Linked DNA regions of Sus scrofa: region 2 is linked to region 1. Evidence: chromatin contacts called from public HiChIP or PLAC-seq data. All regions are on one chromosome and are shown on one strand. The core of a region is the stretch at or near the end of the contact, and the rest is flanking DNA. Distances in the headings are between cores, read along the strand shown. Region 1 overlaps RUNX2 (runt-related transcription factor 2). Region 2 has its middle 250 kb from the start of SUPT3H.

What was found. HiChIP or PLAC-seq counts read pairs in DNA pulled down with a chosen protein or histone mark.
Region 2: an H3K27ac HiChIP or PLAC-seq map of alveolar macrophages shows a contact between it and region 1. The contact joins two enhancer-like sites. A contact is called at or near these places in 1 of 47 Hi-C or Micro-C datasets (embryonic fibroblasts) and 1 of 2 datasets of contacts at active chromatin or transcription factors (alveolar macrophages).

The regions. Positions count from the first base shown.
Region 1 is chr7:40,223,766-40,229,969 of Sscrofa11.1, forward strand. The region is part of intron 5 of RUNX2 (runt-related transcription factor 2); the gene reads left to right. Among named protein-coding and RNA genes, the nearest start is that of SUPT3H, 66 kb to the left of the region's middle. Within about 2 kb of position 2,961, at least 10 of the 83 cell types and tissues checked have an H3K27ac peak or open chromatin away from gene starts, as enhancers often do. A contact at or near this core is called in alveolar macrophages, where this site is marked.
Region 2 is chr7:40,408,454-40,415,339 of Sscrofa11.1, forward strand. No RefSeq gene overlaps it. Among named protein-coding and RNA genes, the nearest start is that of SUPT3H, 250 kb to the left of the region's middle. Within about 2 kb of position 2,063, at least 9 of the 83 cell types and tissues checked have an H3K27ac peak or open chromatin away from gene starts, as enhancers often do. A contact at or near this core is called in alveolar macrophages, where this site is marked.

The DNA.
Region 1 (6,204 bases), core at 1,711-4,210:
GGAACACGCGTTGCCTTCCACTCCTCTTGCTGCTGTTTCTTCTCACGCAGGCTGACTGCTCGCCTGAAAAGGGAGGTTTCCTGCCTCAAGAGCCGGCCTTCGAGGTTTTTCTTTTCTCCCCCTGTCACGTGGATGGCGTTCTTCTAGGTCTCCCAGCGTCGGGAGTGCTGGCCCTGTCTGCTCGGTTGGAGACTGTCCTGTTAGGTGGTGGCCCTACCCATGTCTCTGGTCGCCCCAAGTCTCCAGTCCTCAGGCCAGTGGTCATGCAGTCAGTGCAGGTGAATAGATGAGCACAGGGCTGTCTTGCCTGGTTTGGGGCTTTGCCTGACTTGGCTTTGCCTGCCTCTGGACTACCATCCACCCCGGGCGGGGGGTGATGCTTCAGGATGGAAGACCTTGTCTAACATTGTAGCTCTTTAGCCCCCCGTGTCCCTGAAAAGGCAGGGACATCCCTTTTAGTTATGCCTAAAGCAGGATGGTCGTCTTTTACCATTTAACATGACTGAGACTTATCTTGCAAAGATGTTTCCTGCTGATCTCAGCTACTTTTCTCAGTTCTTGGAAAAACCATTAGCGTGTGCGTGTGTATGAGTGCGTGTGTATGTGTGTGTGTGTGTGTGTGTGTCCAGACGCTCACAAGGTGATCCTCCCAGTTGTCGGTGGGAGAGGAAGTGGGGAAAGGTGGGTGCTGCCTCATTCTGAAAGTTATGACAAAAGTGAGGAGGTAGAGTAGCATTGGGAAAGTCACGTCTCTTTCAAGGGAAGATGGTATGACCTCCATGCCTGGAGAGTGTGGGCAGAATTCACTATTTGATGGGCTCATTGCCCTGAGAGGGAGAGGGGTTGGATGGTGCACCTGTGACCAGAGTTCAGGTTCTGGGTGCTGCGGAGGGTGGCGGGGGCGGGGCGGGGCGGGGAGGGGGGGACGGACACAGACACAGATATAGATCTCTCGTGGCCGGCCACGACCCTCAGCAGCCTGAGTAACATTTCTCAGGAACCCCAAACATCAGTGATGAGGTGATGTCATGTCTCTGATATCACGAGGTGACCGGCCAAACTCGGGGGGTCTGGATATAAGGATGGGTCTGGTGTCCATGACCTTCTCACCCTACAGCCTGGACTCTCTGTCCTGGACTGTTTTCTTCCGCCCTGCTCCTAGCCATCCTGGGCATTGAATGTTTGCTAAGTGCAGCTCCCTTCTCAGTACTCTTCTTTAATGTGGAGACTCCCAGGTGTGGAAAACGCTCAGGATTTTCAAGTTCCTGCCATGCTGAGTATCACTTGGGCTGATTGGTGTGCATAAAACGTTAAGTGGAGGATCCTCTTGCACATGGGTTGGCACACTTTTTCCACAAAGTGCGAGAGAGTAAGTGATTTCAACGTCGTGGATCTCGGTTGCAAGGACACAGCTCTGCCGTTGTAACTCACAAGCAGCCTCACCAATTTGTGAACAAGTAGTGGGGTTGCAGGGTTTTTTTTTAAATTTTATTACAGTTGATTTACAATGCTCTGTCAATTTCTGCTGTACAGCAAAGTGACCCAGCTATACATATCTATACATTCTTTTTCGTATTCATGTTCCATCACACATGATTAGATAGAGTTCCCTGTGCTATACAGCAGGATCTCATTTCGTATCCACTAATAGTTTACATCTATGAACCCCAAACTCCCAGTCCATCCCACTCCCTCCCCTCCTCCTGGGCAACCACAAGTCTGTTCTCCATGTCCATGAGTTTGTTTCTTTTCTGTACTTAGGCTCATCTGTGCCATATATTAGATTCCAGATATAAGTGATTTCGCACGGTATTTGTCCTTCTCTTTCTGACTTACTTCACTTAGTTCCACCCATGCGGCTGCACATGGCATTATTTTGTTCTTCTTATGGCCGAGTAGTATTCCATTGTGTATGTGGTGGCTGCGTTTTCATAAAACTTTATTTACAAAACGGGAGCTTTGGCCCACGAGTTGTGATTTACCAACCATTGGTCTAGATTTCCAAGTGGCTTGTTTTATGGACCATGAACAGAGGCAGGCTTTAGAAAAAGGCTTTCCTTAGAGGAGGAAAAAAAAAAAAAGACAAGGAATGCAATTGTTTTAGCATCTTCTCCCACGACGTGTCGATTCTGTAAGTAGCGATGTCACCAAAATAGTGTACATCAGTTTGTTAGTGTCATGGTTTGAAGGAGTGGACTAATTTGTACTCTTGATTCCTGTTCATGGAATTTCACTCCTTCCTCTCAAGATCATGATATCTACTGAAAAGGCCAGGTCTGGTGGATGAGCTCTTTAAACAAAGACAAGTCCTGGGTTAACGGGTTGGGGCTTTACTCAGCAAGAGCATGGTGAGGAAGGGTGTGGGCTTTGGGGTCAGGCTGTCTGGATTGAAAGCCCAGCTGCACTGTTCACCAGCTGTGAGGCAGGAGGCGAGGTCCCTGCCTTCTCTTTGCCTCCGTCTCCTCGTCTGTTAAAGTGAGAAGAGCGACAGTAGTGTCTTCCTCATCCGTTGCTGCAGATGTTAAATGATGCGTGTAAAAGGCACAGCACAGTGACTGTTGTGTAGTAAACACGCATCAAGCGGGGGCTCATTACGTCGATTTCCTTGGTGTCAGAGGCTTGCTGTCGTTTTGCTTACTGTGTGCTTCCAGGAAACAGATACCATCTAGGCTCTGTTCTCTAGGGTAATATATATATATATATATATTTTTTTTTTTCTCGTGGATGGCTTTATTTCTGCTCAGTCGTCAATGACACTAATAAGTGTTATAAAGTGCGCTGGAGCAGGTATTCCTCCTGCCTGGGGACAGCTGTGCAGAACGGACAATCAACACTATTTGTTTGCAGCCACGTCCGCAAGAGGATGCCACGGCACGAGGGTCCCCCCCCTCGGAGGCCCCTGCTTATCAACACATCTGCCAAGACTTGCTTTTCACTCACAAGTCAGAAAGGTTTCGTCCTTCTGTGTCTTCTGTCTCTGGCAGCTGAAACTGTGCTGTCACATCACAAACAACTCCTTTTCTTCATATACACATCTGGCGTTGGCCGTTGGACTAACTTCATAAGAGCACATGATCATCACTCATTACAAGATTAAAAAGTACCCCATGGCATCATTGATGTTTTCTAACTTGGATCTTTTGCAGTTATGATTCATCTCAGTTATACAACTTCCCTTTAAAGGAACATAGCTGATGACTTATTAGCACCTTCATCTTAAGTAGCGTAAACATGAGAATGGTGCACATCTCTACAAAATGCCATTTATTCTCTTTGCCAGCTTATCATTTTAAGATGTGACATCATACTTAAGATCCCAAATTTGTAAGTCTTGTGTGGAGGCGAGGCGTTTTGACCTTCTGTTGGCAGGATAGCTCTGAAGAGTGTCTGTTCACCAGCAGAAGTCAGGGGAGCAGCAGCAGCAATAGTAGTAATGCGTTTGGATACCTAACTCTTTTATTTATTTATTTATTTTTGTCTTTTTAGGGCTGCACTCACGGCATATGGAGGTTCCCAGGCTAGGGGTCGATTTGGACAAACTGGAGCTACAGCTGTCGGCCTATACCACAGCCAGATCCCTGCCGCGTCTGCAACCTATACACAACTCAAGGCGACACTAGATCTTTAACCCACTGAGCGAGGCCAGGGATCGAACCCGCAACCTCATGGTTCCTAGTCGGATTCGTTTCTGCTGCGCCACAAGGGGAAGTCCGATACTTAGCTCTTTTAAACATTAGTTTCTATTAGGCTCCTTGATTCCATTTATGCCCTTGGTTCCAACTGCAGTCTGATTTAAAGAATTTCTCCAGGGAGGTGAAATCTGGCTTAGCAATGTTGGTTTACAATTTACAGTTTATAATTTCTTTCATTTTTTTTTTTGTTTGTTTTTTAGGGCTGCGCCTGTGGCATATGGAAGTTCCCAGGCTAGGGTCCACTTAGAGCTACAGCTGCGAGCCTACCCCACAGCCACAGTAATGTGGGATTCGAGCCTTGTCTGTGATCTACACCACAGTTGGTGGCAACGCTGGGTCCTTAATCCACTGAGCGGGGCCAGGGATCGAACCTGTGTCCTCAGGGATACTAGTTGGGTTCTTAACCTGCTGAGCCACAATGGGAACTCCAGTTTATAATTTCTATTATAGTGGTTCTGAGTGAGGGAAGAGGACGGATGGAAAGTGTATATTATTGGCTGTGTGGACCATGGCAGCATAAGGCACCTTACACAGTCAGAATCCTTTTCATTCTCTTGCTGCTTTTTCAGTTAGCTTCTGCCATGTAACAAACCATCCCCAAACGGGATGGCTTAAAACAACCACCACTTTATTATTTCTCATGATTCTGTGGGAGTGACTGGAGTGCCTCTAGATGGGTTTTCAGCAGTCTTTCTTGGGGTCTTTCTTGTGGCTGCTGTAAAAGGGTGGCTGGTGCTGGAACATGCCTGATGGCTTCATTCTGACGTCTGATGCCTTGGTGGGGTGGCTGGAAGGTTGGGCTCAGCTGAGATAATGGGACAGCTGGCCTTCTCTCTCTTCTATAGTCCCAGAGCCTCTCCCTTTCCATGTGGCCTCCCTGACCGAGTCTGACTTCATCTTGGGGCTCCCTCAGGTGCAAAAGTGGGAGCTTTCTGGCTTTTCTAAGGCTTCTCGAAGCTCAGAACCAGCATGGAGTTACTTCCTCCATATTCTGTTGGTTAAAGCAAGATACAGGTGCAGCCTCGATTCAAGGGGATGAAACCCCATAAAGATATGAACGATGGGGGTGGTGGTTCACTGGACCACCAACTTCCATGGGTACTTAGATGGTAAATGTCCTACCAGGAGAAATAATTTTTTTTTTTTTGGTCTTTTTAGGTCTGCACCTGTGAAATATGGAAGTTTGCAGGCTAAGGGTCGAATCGGTACTGCAGCTGCTGGCCTATACCGCAGCCACAGCATCATGGGATCCAAGCCCCATCTATGACCTATACCACAGCTCATGGCAATGCTGGATCCTTAACCCACTGAGCAAGGCCAGGGATCAAATTCAAATCCTCATGGTTCCTAGTTGGGTTCTTTACTGTTGAACCACAGCTGGAACTCCTGACATAAATGTGTGAGTTACCATCTCCCGAAACATCTCCTGACTTTTTGAATCTGGGAGACATTGCAAGTTCTACAAGGTGACTCCAAGCTTCAGTGATAGTAGCTTCACTCTGAATTGGACTGATTCAGTACATATCAGATGAATTAAGAGTGGTGTTTTAGGAGTTCCCGTCATGGCGCAGTGGTTAATGAATCCGACTAGGAACCATGAGGTTGCGGGTTCGGTCCCTGCCCTTGCTCAGTGGGTTAACGATCCGGCGTTGCCGTGAGCTGTGGTGTAGGTTGCAGATGCTGCTCGGATCCCGAGTTGCTGTGGCTCTGGCGTAGGCCGGTGGCTATAGCTCCGATTCAACCCCTAGCCTGGGAACCTCCATATGCCGCGGGAGCGGCCCAAGAAATAGCAACAACAACAACAACAACAAAAAAAAGACAAAAGACAAAAAAAAAAAAAAAAAAAAAAAAAAAAAAAGAGTGGTGTTTTATATCAGCAAGTCAGTATTTAGCCAAGCCAGATCAATGCTGAGAAGAACGTTAGATGTTTGAACATAAAGAGGTTGTTTCCCTTGCTCGGCCACATGCCAGGTCTGTAGCCGAAGAATCTTATAAATCCTCAAACGAACAAGCCTGGAGGTTTTATACTTTCTGTCACCCAGCTTACAAAATTCTTTCTTGCCAGCACGCTCGCAAACCTGATACCTAACATACATGGGTTTTGTATGCACTCTAAGTCATAGTTACTTTTGAGGAGTGACCAAAGCTGTCATCTGTCTTCCTTTTTTGCTTTTTTAGGGCTGCACTCTCAGCATATGGAAGTTCCCAGGCTAGGGGTTGAATCAGAGCTATACCCATAGCCACAGCAATGTGGGATCTGAACCACATCTGCGACCTACACCATAGCTCACGGCAACGCTGGATCCCCAACCTACTGAGTAAGGCCAGGGATTGAACCTGCATCCTCATGGATACTAGTAGGATTCATTTCCCATCCGCCACGACGGGAGCTCCCTGTCGTCTGTGCTGGGATGCTACCAGTCACTGCTGACCAGCTCCCTGTCCTGACCTGGTGGGAAGGCCTGCCTTTTCTTTCCCACCAGCCAGCTCTTTTCCTGCAGGCTTTGACTGC
Region 2 (6,886 bases), core at 813-3,312, 180 kb after region 1:
TGAATCACAGATAGTTCCTTGGGGGCGTCAGAGTGGATGGTATACACCACCCCTTTGCCTCACCCCATTGCCAAACATTAACACGTGCTGGAAATGTTGCAATTAACATGTCTGACGTTTTATTCCCTGCCAAAAAAAAAAAAAAAAGAGAGAGAGAGCTATTTCTCTGAGAACATATTTTATAGGAAAGGAGAAAATTTAGTTAACCAGGTGTTGGGCTCCTTGAATGAGGATGAGACCAGTTTGGGGAGGATAGTGACGGAAAGGAACCTGGGTAACAAGTGGCTGAGAACACTTCCTCATTGGGGCCAGCGGGCTGGCTGGGGGTAGGGGTGGGGGGTGGCCCAAAGAAAGTATTCTTCTCGTTGAAATGCTCCCAGAAATGGTGGTGGAAAAGGGACCATAGACAGTAGTTCTAATCCAAGTGCTGTTTTTCAGGTTGGGCAAGATAGATTTAATTTGATTGCTTTTGCATTTTCTTTTTATCTTAGATAAAGGGTGTGCCTGGTTTCTCTACTCTGAACAATGGCCCGATTGTTAGAAACCTTGCTTACATGTATATATGCGTGTGTGTTCTGCCATGACTCCTGTGTTTTGGAAGTCTTTGGGGACAGATGATATTTATGAATGATGTCCCAAGGGTATAATCAGTATGACTCATTCCTGGAACCAGTTTTATCCGTTAAGGGGTGCCAGCTGCACCCAGTTGGGATAGCTTCTCGCACTAACCTGCTTCTGGGTTTGGGGTCAGAAGGGCATATTTTCCAGGCCTTTCTACTTTTCCAGAGGTTTAATTGCCCATGATGGAGTCCTGGGGACTTTCTGTTAAGTGTTCTGACAAGGTGAAGATGGTTACACGGATGAGAAAAAAGCTGTGTTGTGGGATTTCAGAAAACACACCCCCGCAGGCAGTTTTTTGCATTTCATGGTAATGGCAGTAACAAAGTTTCCTATTTATTCTCTGACATTCTCGAAGGAATTTGGAAGACTTGCCTGATGTTATCATCTCTGTATTTATAGGACACCATCAGTTCGGCAGGCAGGGTGGGGGTTATTAACGACCTCTCTTATTTGGCCTTCTACCTTCCCAAATGTTATCACCAAGAGGGGGAAACAGAGGTATTCCCTGCTTACGTAAAGTTCAAGAGCCCCTCCAGGGTCAGAACTGGAGATCACAAGCTTGGGGTCTAGGTTAATAGGCTGTCACTGTAAGTTTCACCCCACCCAGTGAAGCTAAAACTCCTAAGGGCATCTGAGGCTTGGTTCCAGATTCTGAGGTGTGTCTCACATCTCAAACGAACCCATCATGACCTTTGCACAGGGCTGGCCTTGAGTCTGATTGGAGTCACCTCATTTCCAAGGCATTTTCAGCCCTTGAGGGTTCACTCACTGCTGTGTTTTCCTGCCTTTTCCCATGGACGATGGTCCTGGAGCCATTTGGATCAACCCAATTGAGTTTTTGCTATCTCCCCTGCCCTGTTTTCCGGGATCTTCATGACCACGGATGAATTTATCCTGGGGAATCTTGCTTTTTCCACTCACTTTGCCAAATCCAGCATGGCTCCTAGCATACGGATTAGATGGGCATCCCCCCGTTTTTTTTTTTTTTTTTTTTTTTTTTTGACTCATCCTTGAAATAGCTGTCGGATCCCATCTCTTGGAGAGAAGACAGGTAGAGCGTCGACACACACTTCAACCTGCACATATGGCAGGCGGGCAGGCTGACGAGAGTGGAATTCCTGGACCGGTTCCTTGGTCTGTGTTCTCTGGGGATTGCTTGTTGAATAACTCCACATCACATCACTCCACAGATAAGGAAGATGTCATCCCCATGGCATCTCTGATTTCGGCACAAGCTTCAGAAAATCCCAAGCAGCTAATCTAGAACATGATGGCTTAAGCCGCTATAATCACCAGCCAACTTTGAACATGTGCCATGCACATGGAGACTATCCTATGCACTCTTTCCCAATTCCTATAGGAGGCGCTAGAGCTGGACACCTGGGAGGCAGCCTTGGCAATGCCTGCAGGGTGGAGTCTTCCAAAGGCACTGGGCTGTGACAGTAGGGCTTCCTGGAAAAGGCCCTTGAGTCATTCTTCCCCACCAGCAAGTCCCCTCTCTAGGGAGGAAGTCTCCTTCTCTGTCAAATGGAAACCTGTCTGGCTGGGAAGGATCTTGACTACTGGGGGAAATGGAGCCAGGAGCCAATGGAGGCAGGCTGGACCAATGGGTCAAACCAACGAACAAGAGAAAGTTTAATGGGAAGAGATTTAACATCCTAGACACAGGCTTAGGAAACAACTGTGCCAGGCAGGAATGGAGAAGTGCTGAGCTGGCAGAAGGACTTGGGCAGAGATGTAGGACATTTCAGTTAGTTGCAATGGAGGAATGAGAATTCTGAAAAAGCAGGTGTAAACAGAGGCTGTCTTAGTAGAACTACAGTCCTCAAAACAAGAGAGTTAATAGTTATGTTGGTCAGACCAGTGTTAGAGACTGGTTTGGGGCCTCATGCTTAAGAGCACAGTGGTATTCTGGAATGTTTTTGGGAAGGATCTTTTCAAACTCTGCCCCCAAGACCCAACCCCCAGTTGGTCACATTGCTTCCTCATAGCAACCCGAGAAAATTTTATTTAGCACTATATAATACACTCACATGGTTAAAAAAGGAAAACAGCCAACTAACTAACCAACTAACCCACCAGCCAACCAAACTAACAAAAGTAGAAAAGCAAATACAAATGCAGGGAAAAGGCTCCCTCTCCCCCTTGTACTCTGAAAGGGAATGTTTGGCAGGGTCCTTAGAGCATGGTCTCTGAAGTCATGCTGCTTCGATTTGTATGGCATTCCTGCTGCTCACTGGCTGTGTGACCTTAGGCAATTTACTTAACCTCTCTGAGCCCCAGCATCCTCATCTGAAAAATAGGAAGAATGAGGCAGGATTGCTGTGAAGATAAAATGGGTTCCCGCATGTAAAGAACACAGAGTAGCTCCTGGCAGGCAGTAACTTCCATGTACGTGTTAGCTTTCTTTACTCCCATCATCCTCTGCTTCATTGTTCCTGAATCCCCTTAAGTAAACTTTACTTTTTTAAGTGTCTTGTATATTCTTTCAGCGTTCCTTGATGCACATATAAGCAGCTATGAACATAGTTCTTATTTTTTCTCATTTTAAAACATCCTAAAGATACTATATGGCGCAACATTATTCAATAACATTTTTTTGTCCCTTTCCTTTCATTTGATAGTATATCTTGGAGGTTTCTCCACATCAGGACAATGAGAACTTCCTCATTCTTTTTTGCAGCTGCACATATAAGGAAGGACTGTCTAACAATTAGAGCTTGTTTTAAAATAGAACTCTGTCACTGGGAGCATTCAGGCGAAGACTAGACAGAAATGATGGAGCCAGGATTTATGTGTCAGCGAAGGGGTCGGGCTAGAATACTTCTACTGTTCTTCCAACGGAGATTTCCTGATCCTACCTTAAGTTTTCCCAAGAAGTAAAGAGCAGTTTTAAAAACTCCAGAAACAACATTGTTCTTTTGTGTCTCTGACTGGGTTCTGACTTGGCGCTCAGCCAGCTCTGGGTCATTCAGACTAGAGAGGGCGGACCTGTGCCCTCTCAGAATACAGGGGGCTCTGACTCAAGGTCCTGGCTCATCCTCCAGCCCCGTCTTGAGTGGACCTGACCTGTTATTATTAACTAGAGGGAAGATGGATTTGCTCTGGAAGGTTCCAAACCCTTCTTGGGCAGGCATCGTCTCACTGAGGGGTGTCCTTCATAGGACATTGGACTTGTCTTCCATTTCTCAGCCTGAACTTAATCACCTTTTTTTTTTTTTTTTTTTTTTAAGGGCCCTTCCTGCGGCATATGGAAGTCCCCCAGGCTAGGGGTCGAATTGGAGCCACAGCTGGTAGCTTACACCACAGCCATAGCACCACAGCAACGTGGGATCCGAGCCAATGCGGGGTCTGAGTCCCATGTGCGACCTACACCACAGCTTGTGGCAATGCTGGATCCTTATCCCACTGAGTGAGGCCAGGGATGGAACCCATGTCCTCATGGATGCTAGTCGGGTTCTTAACCCGCTGAGCCACAACAGGAACTCCTGAAATTCATCATTTTAGATGGAACTTTGGGGGTGGCCAGCATGATTCCCACAAGGCAGCAAAAGCTCCAGGGCTTTCCTACCTCCTGCTCTTCCCTGAATATCCAGTTGGAAGGGAGATCAGAGATTAGCTCAGCTTCCCTCCACCGGAAATTCCCATAACTGGGGAGTAAAAGTCTTCTGACTTGTGATTGCAGAAAGTGAGAAGAGAGCGCAGGCAGTTGCCCACATGTTGGAAAGCACCCCCCCTCCCCGATCCCAATAGACTCTGCAATGTCCCCTCTAGACATGAATCCTTTAGAGGCTTTTTACTCCACAGACCTGTAAAAATCTATAAAAATCAGGAAGTTTCCATTGTGGCTCAGCCATAACAAGCACAACTGTATCCATGAGGATGAGGGTTCGATCCCTGGCCTCACTCAGTGAGTTAAGGATCCTGTGTTGCTGTGGCTGTGGTGTAGGCCCCAAACTGTAGCTCCAATTTAACCCCTAGCCAGGGAACTTTCATATGCTGCGGTGCGGCCCTAAAAAAAGCCAAACAAAAACAAAAACAAAAACAAAAACACCAAAAACAAACAAACAAAACTATAAAAATCAGAGTTCCCAGTTAGTTCAGCAATTTCAGGATCTGGCATTGTCACTACCATGGCTCTGGTCACTGCTGTGGCGTGGGTGCAACTCCTGGCCTGGGAACTTCCACATGCTCTGGACGTAGCAAAAAAAAAAAAAAAAAAAAAAAAAATCCATGAAAATATCCCTTTGAGAGAAACAACCTAAACATCTTCCAGGCACTGATTCCTTGGTGGGAGTAGCGGAGAACCGAGCTCCCCACAGGGCGTGCAGGCCAGGAAGCAGGAGGGAGTGAGGGTGGAAGAAGGTGCGCCTGAGGAGGTGGGGCTGCTGGGGGCTGGCCCTGGGCTTGGGCCACATAGGTCCAGATCCGGGAAGGAATAAATCTTATGTATTTGTTAGGATTCTTAGCAGAGAATTAACTGCAGCAAACAAAACCTGCTGGGGAGGCAAATGGGCATTCGCGTCTCTCCCTCCCATCATCTCCATAAGCACTTGCTAGTTTTTATTTTTCATTTTTTCATTTTTATGTATTTTCTTTTTTTGGCTGCCCCATGTGGCATGTGGAGTTCCCGGACCAGATCTGAGTGGCAGTTGTGACCTAAACCACAGCTGCAGCAACACTGCATCCTTAACCCCCTGTGCTGGGCTGGGAATTGAACCTGCGTCCCAGTGCTCCAGAGATGCCGCTGATCCCATTGTGCCCAGCAGGAACTCTGAGCCCCCAGCGGTTGTTAACACTTTGCTAACACACCCCTGGGAAGGCTCTAGAAGATGTCAATTCTATGAGATGCAGGATGCTGGGCACATTATATGTGTTCAATCAGTGGTGGCTCTGATGATGATGATTGGAAGTCTGAATAATTCCCAAGAGGGAGAGGATGTTTGGTTTGAAACAGCCTGTATCATTTCTGTCGGTGTTTTCCACACATCCCTACTCTTGGCTTTTTCACGTGTGTAAGAGTGAGGTTGACTCAGACGCGACAGCTGACTCTCGGTGGAGCCTTGGTCATGAAATTATCCTCTTACTAGAGCACGAAGATGGAGAAAGAAGGCTGGAAATCCTAAGTACTAGATATTCCTAGCAAATCTCTCCAGGAGGTGAGAGGGTTATTTTGTCTTTATTTATTTATTTTATCTTCTTTTATCTTTTTAGGGCCACACCCGTGGCATATGCAGGGTCTCAGGCTAGGGGTCAGATTGGTAGCTGTAGCCACCAGCTTACACCACAGCCACAGCCACAGCACGTGGGATCCAAGCCACGTCTGTGACTGACACCACAGCTCATGGCAACACCGGATCCTTAACCCACGGAGCAAGGCCAGGGATCGAACCCACGTCCTCATGATTGCTAGTCCGGTTTGTTACCGCTGAGTCACAATGGGACCTTGGAATTTCTCTTCGGTTTACCTGCCTTTTCTCATTTTCCTACCATGACCTTCCCTGTTTTAAGTAAGCTAATTTTAAGAACAATGCGTAATGTTTGAACGTCTTGGGAGATCTCGCTACGTGCTGAGAGTGGGGAGATAGATGTGAGACATGGAAGGGTCTCCGCTGGACTAGATGCTCCCCTGGCTGCTCAGCGTTTGGGGATGAATCAATTAAAAGGAGGTGAAACAGGATGGCTGCCGACAGGGCTCTCTAAGCCCTGGAGTGTTTCTGTTGAGGTTTCCCTTCCCCCGACACCACAGCTCCCATTTGTCCTCCCAGATGACATAGGGGATGTCAATAAAGAATATAGATTTGATGTGACTTCATCTCTCTGCCAAACTAACGCACAGAACTAATTCCACTTTAGACTATGTTAAATGAGGTTTTAAAAAGTGTATTAGAGGGTCCCTTTTGAAGTTGCTCAGCTAGATCAAGGGGTGCATTTGAGGAGGAAACTTTGGGGACAGCTCTTTTCCCATGCCCACGGTTGCAGTCATAGTTTGAGATCTTTGATTTATAAGGGTGAGAGACTTTGGGGATCTGTCTTGAGAGGGTTTTGACTTTTAAGGGATTCAACTAGTTGAAACCTTATGTGCATTTGGAAATCAAGCTCTTTTACACCATAAAAGCTTGAAGGTGGGATGGGACCCCTGGGGTCAATACGCTAAACCTAAATTGGGTGCCTGAGGCTCCACTTTATGTCTCTGCCCAGTTTCCATCTTTGCCTGACACAGTGCCCACGACAGCTCAGTCCTTTTCGGGGGGTTGTCTGTAGA